Regions from separate parts of the Mus musculus genome. Here region 2 is linked to region 1. A link is a contact called in public Hi-C data. All regions are on one chromosome and are shown on one strand. Each heading gives the region's core, a stretch centred on a gene start, on an enhancer-like site or on the middle of the called end of the contact. The rest is flanking DNA. Distances are from core to core; before and after follow the strand shown.

Evidence for each region. A called contact is a pair of places that touch in the nucleus more often than the background predicts.
Region 2: a Hi-C map of uterus shows a contact between it and region 1, with 6 times the contacts expected there. The contact joins two enhancer-like sites. A contact is called at or near these places in 2 of 484 Hi-C or Micro-C datasets (both in uterus) and 1 of 115 datasets of contacts at active chromatin or transcription factors (embryonic limb bud).

What each region holds. Positions count from the first base shown.
Region 1 is chr7:72,537,090-72,539,743 of GRCm38.p6, forward strand. No RefSeq gene overlaps it. Among named protein-coding and RNA genes, the nearest start is that of Gm39035, 230 kb to the left of the region's middle. Within about 2 kb of position 1,357, at least 9 of the 459 cell types and tissues checked have an H3K27ac peak or open chromatin away from gene starts, as enhancers often do. A contact at or near this core is called in uterus, where this site is marked.
Region 2 is chr7:73,326,099-73,328,752 of GRCm38.p6, forward strand. The region is part of intron 1 of A730056A06Rik (RIKEN cDNA A730056A06 gene); the gene reads right to left. Among named protein-coding and RNA genes, the nearest start is that of 4930429H19Rik, 17 kb to the left of the region's middle. Within about 2 kb of position 1,308, at least 36 of the 459 cell types and tissues checked have an H3K27ac peak or open chromatin away from gene starts, as enhancers often do. A contact at or near this core is called in uterus, where this site is marked.

The DNA.
Region 1 (2,654 bases), core at 107-2,606:
CCAAAGTGAGAGGTGAATTTCAATGCAGGTCCTCTTTCATTAGTGTAAGGCTTCTTAATGAGTTCTTTTTGGCTGTTGTTTATTTTTTGAGATTGAGGTTGTACCATAATTACATCATTGTCCTCTCTCGTTTTCTGCCTCTAAACCCTTCCATACACCCCAGTTTGATCTCTTTCAAATTCATAGCCTCTTTATCATTAATTTTTGTTACATATATATACATACATACATATATATGTGTGTGTGTGTATTCCTAAATACATAAATATAACCTCACTAGGAGACAAAGTCTCACAGCAAACCCCTGATCCTCTAAATCTGACAATCTTTCTATACCCACTTCTGCAATGTTCCTTAGCCTTAGGTGCAGGAGTGTATTGTAGTCAGACTGGGTTTATAACTCTGCATTTTGAGTGGTTATGATTTTCTGTACTGGTCTCTCTTTTTGGCAAAAAGAAAATTTCTTGGTGGGGGTGAGGAATATACTTATCTGTGAGTCTAAAGACAATTATTTAAAATGTAATTAGGAATTAATGCTGGTTTTGCAAAGTGGTGGCTGTAGGTTCTTCTCCAAGATCTATGACTTTACTAGGTCTGGGGAGTTGGCTAGGTTTCTAGTATCAGGTATAACTTCCCTCTTGTTTAGTGGATTTAAGTCCAATTGAAGAGCTGTTGGTTAGAACCGAGGTATGTGTGCCACTACTACACCCTTACAGTTGTCATACATGCTGGTCATTGTTGGCATTCGTAGGTTTCATAGCTGGGTAGGAACTTTGTTTGTTTACTTTAGAAGCTGGCATGACACCTTTGGTACCATGACATCTAGTTCTCAGAGATGTGGCTTTCAGATCTGCTCCAGCTTAGGGGTCTCTGGACCCTATGTTTTTGCTAGTATGTTCTTTCTATAAATTATTTACAATCATTTTGGAGTATAGCTCGGTAAGCCCCATTTCTGATTCCCAGGTATTAGGATGCAGACTGCTTGTCCCAAGCCAAACAGCTGAGAAGGTGCTGGCTGGAACTGGGATTCAGCAAGTGGGCTTGCATGGGCTCATAATAGTGGCAGATTATTTTCAGAAGTTCTATGATCCATTGTTACAGAGAGCCATTATTGATAACTGATGGAAAAGTCATTACTTTTATTTTTAACAATTATTTTTAACATTTCACTGCAATCTATCCAGAAGTTAGCAAAACTGCCTAGAGATTAAGTCTCATCCACCATCTCCCTTTATAAAGAAAGTTTCATTGTCATGACCACATGCATTTGTGAAGGGGCTGATATCTGTCAGGGAATAGCTTTACAGACGCAATCTTACTTAGTCAGTCTAACGTTGTGATTAATTGGATGGACGAGCCACAGCACTGGGGTTAATTGAGGCCCAATTCTACGTTGCAAGAACAGCTGTGTGGAAATGATGTAACCATTCTGGACTGATTCCCTACTTGTATAATGATGCCATATGCCTTAACAGTTGCTCTTCAGCAACCTTAAAAGAATTCAAGGAACTAGAGGCAGGACGGTCAGTCCTACTCTTCTACAGTTGTGTCCTCTCCAGGGTTAGTGGGTCAGAAGTCATTCAAGGACCGGCACAGACACCAAAAGACTAAACTGCTCACCTAAGTTTACTAAGTCCAGTACCTCGTATCCAACCCAAGATTCTCTGATGTTAGAATACATGCCATTTCCAAATGTAAATCAACAAGCACGTAGCAGGGGCTCAGCTCTGTCTCCAGCTGATTGAAAACTGAAATTTTCATATAAACATGGAGAATAGGATAGAGAGGTTTGCATGATACTAGAGAGTTTGAGATTTGTTCTGTGTACATGTACATGTGTGTAATTCAAGAGAGAGGGATTAGTATTGATTTGGAACCCACTATGCAGATATCAACATTTTTTTAGCAGTAAAGAGACAAGGTTTATGGCATAGTGTGGTTAATATTCTCTCTAAAGTCGAGGTGTATGAGGGACTGTATTGGTCATGTGTGTGCAGCTAGGACCCCAAAACCTGATAGAAACAACTTATGGGAAGGTAGATTTATTATATCTTGGCTCATGGTTTCAGTCCATCACAGAAAGGGGGTGTGGAAGAGTGACTGAATCAGCGGCAAGAGAAGTCTGGGGTCATAGGTGTTTGTATCACAGTAACTCCGAATGCAGAGAGGACATGCTAGGGCCTTTACATTCTCTAATGACCCCCTGAAGCCACCTAAGCTCCCTCAGTCTTCACACATAAATGAAGCTCATGCATGCTACTCATGGTGTTCTGGTTTTGATGTTGCCAAGAACATCAACTTGTAAGGGAAACCATGTCATCCCAGTTTCCTTATGCCGAAACCTGCTCACATTGAGGCCCGGGTGAGATTTTCTAAACCTAAATAACTTGCTTCCTCTCCACTCTCCTCCACCCCAGCATACAATGCATACTGGCTGCCCTGGCCTATATTACTCATGTGCATACAGCCAAGGATACACAGATGTTCTTCATAGTGAAGTCCTATCTTCCTAGTCATACAGCTCCTGGAGGTTCATGGGTTTTGATGTTCTTTCCCTGTTACATTGCATCAATGGCAAAGTACTTAGAGAACCCAGAATATATCCCATTGCTTTTAGCCAAATCTGTAGCTCATGAGAGATGTCTTCCTTACAA
Region 2 (2,654 bases), core at 58-2,557, 790 kb after region 1:
GCCTGGTCTACAGAGTAAGTTCCAGGACAGTCAGGGCTACACAGAGAAACCCTGTCTCAAAAAACTAAAAAAAAAAAAAAAGGCTTCAAAAAGAGAGAACATTTTTAAATATTGAAAGAGCATTGTTACATAACTAACTGGTGACAAAAAGTGCCACTTCCCCTGCAGTCAAAGACCAAGCTTGACAAGACTCTTTCTACCGCCGTGTTTTTTCAGCTGTATCAAACTGTCTTGTCTGGTCCACCCACGAACGGAGCCTGCTCCGGAGCCCCTTGGGCTTCTCAGGCAATGAGCGAACTGGAGGTTTGGGACGCTGCTGACTTTGACTGCAATGAGTTTTGACGTGCTAAAGTCTGAGACAAATTTGGAATAGGAAAGCCTTCCCTCAGGCTCCTCCCAGGCCAAGACACAGAGCATCAGAAACACATGTTTTCATCTGAGCCTCCACGCAGCGGAAAGTGAAGATGGGCCGAAGTCCCAAAGACGGAAGTGGGGAAGGAGAAAGGTTCCAGGCGCTGTTAGGATGAGGACGCACAAGGTAGCCGCGGTCATGAGAAGAAAGATCCAAAGTTAATCAATAGAACCAGGGACAATACTGTTAAAAAGAAAAGGCGAGCCCCATAGCTTTTCAGGGTAAGGAGGCGAGCCCTCCTTCGGGCTCCACTGCAGGCCTTGGGCAGGAGCCTTTGGAAGGTACAGCTTGCGGATCGCCTGGGAGCCCGTTAGAAGTCAACATTTTCGAAATTCTATACGCTTATCGCGTGGGTAAAGTGTGAATGATTTATACCTAAAGTCAGCCTGGTGTATCCATCCATCTCTCCCTGCACTAACCGCCTTCACAGCATCTGTCTTACTAGAGCCATGTGCACACTATATGACCTGACTTAAGATGCATGCTCTGTAAGAAAAATACTTAACCCAAAACTCTTAGAATTGTTATTTAAATTTTGCCCCAAATATCCCATTTTTGGCTGCCTCCTCCTCTTCTTCTTCTTCCCTCCTCCTCCTTTAACAGAAGCAATTTTTAACTGAAGCCACAATTTCTAATTTTTGCTAGAGAGTTATTGACTAATTTGTGAGTCAAAAAGCTGGGTTTAGCCAGTTCCTGCTTTAGTGGAATGTGCCGTCCCCATCTTTCTGCAAATTACAAACACAGGGCTGTTGTCCATCGTAAACTCCTGGCTCAAGAAATCCAACTTTTCATCATAAATTCTGAGAGAAAAAGCTCGCCTGGGTGTCTCCTTCGCCTCAGCCTGTGTTCCCAGACAACTCACAGGCAACCCAGCCTATGGACGTCTCCCCAAAGGCTAACACTGCAGCTCTGCCAACAGCTGCAAGCTATAAATAGGACAGCTTGGGACAGTCGAAGGGGAGGGTCAAGAAACAAAATCTAATAAGTATTCAGATGCAATGGCCAAGAAAGCAGGGATGAAGAAGAAGAGAACTGGTGGAGAGCTGCAAACCGAAGGAACAGTCCACAGAAACGATGAGGAGCAGCTCAGCTGAGGGAAACTGAGGAAACCCATCAACCCAAGAACGACAGCTCCTTGATTAGAGTGGCTTTTTAAAATCTAGTTTTTGAGAATGTCATGCATGAATAGAATACGTTTTGATCAAGCCCATCCCATCTCCTCTTCCAACTCTTCCTTTACTGTCCCCACCCCTCACTGGTCCCTCCAGCATTGTATACTCTTTTTTAAACCCATTGAGTCTCCTTGCTACTGCCATCATGAGCATGGGTGTAGGGCCACTCACTGGAAGTCGGCCAGTCTATCGGTGTCCCAGCCAAAGAAAACTGACTCTCCTTCCTCAGTAGCTACCAATTCTCAACAGCTCCTCAGCGAGAGGCATGCCCCCAGCTATGCCCTACATTTGGCTGGCTTGATATTGTGCAGATCTTACCACGCTATTGTGCCTTTGGGTGGTGGGGAGGATGGGGACAAAGTCAAGCATCCAGATCCAGTGGCTCATTTGGGGCAAACACATAGGCAGCCTGAGTCTTTAGGGCAGTGACTTTCGCTAAACATGCTGTGTACCCCAAGTAGAGCATGGTTCTGCAAGGACAGCGCAGCAGCTTCACTATATCTTCAGTGTCACTTTCCCTAGCACACTGCATGTGCTTCCTTCCCCCTCACCATGGGGGGCTACAGCTCTGTTTCTTGTGGAAATAGTCCAGCAGTTCTCAACCTGTGGGTCACGACCCCTCTGGGGGTTGCCTATCAGGTATTTACATTAGGATTCATATCAGCAGCAAAATTACAGTCAGGAAGTAGCAATGAAATCATTTTCTGGTTGAAGTCACCGTAATGTGAAGAACTGTGTACTAAAAGATGGCTTTTAGCATTGGGAAGGTTGAGAACCACTGCCCTAGTCTGTTCGAGCAGCTATAACAAAACACCATCCACCAAGGGACTTAAAAACAACAGGAATGACCTACTTAAGGCTCTGAAGGCTTAGAAGCTGCAGATCAGGGCACCAGCAGAGTGGGTGCCCGATGAAGGCTTCCTTGTTCCTAGATGGTAGGGAGGGGCAAGGAACCTCTCTGGGGCCTCTTTTAGAGGTGTCGATCCTTTGTTCCTGGCTCTATACTCATGACCCAGTCACCTCCCTCGTGCCTAATTCTGTCACTTAAGGAATTAGTTTTAACATGTGAA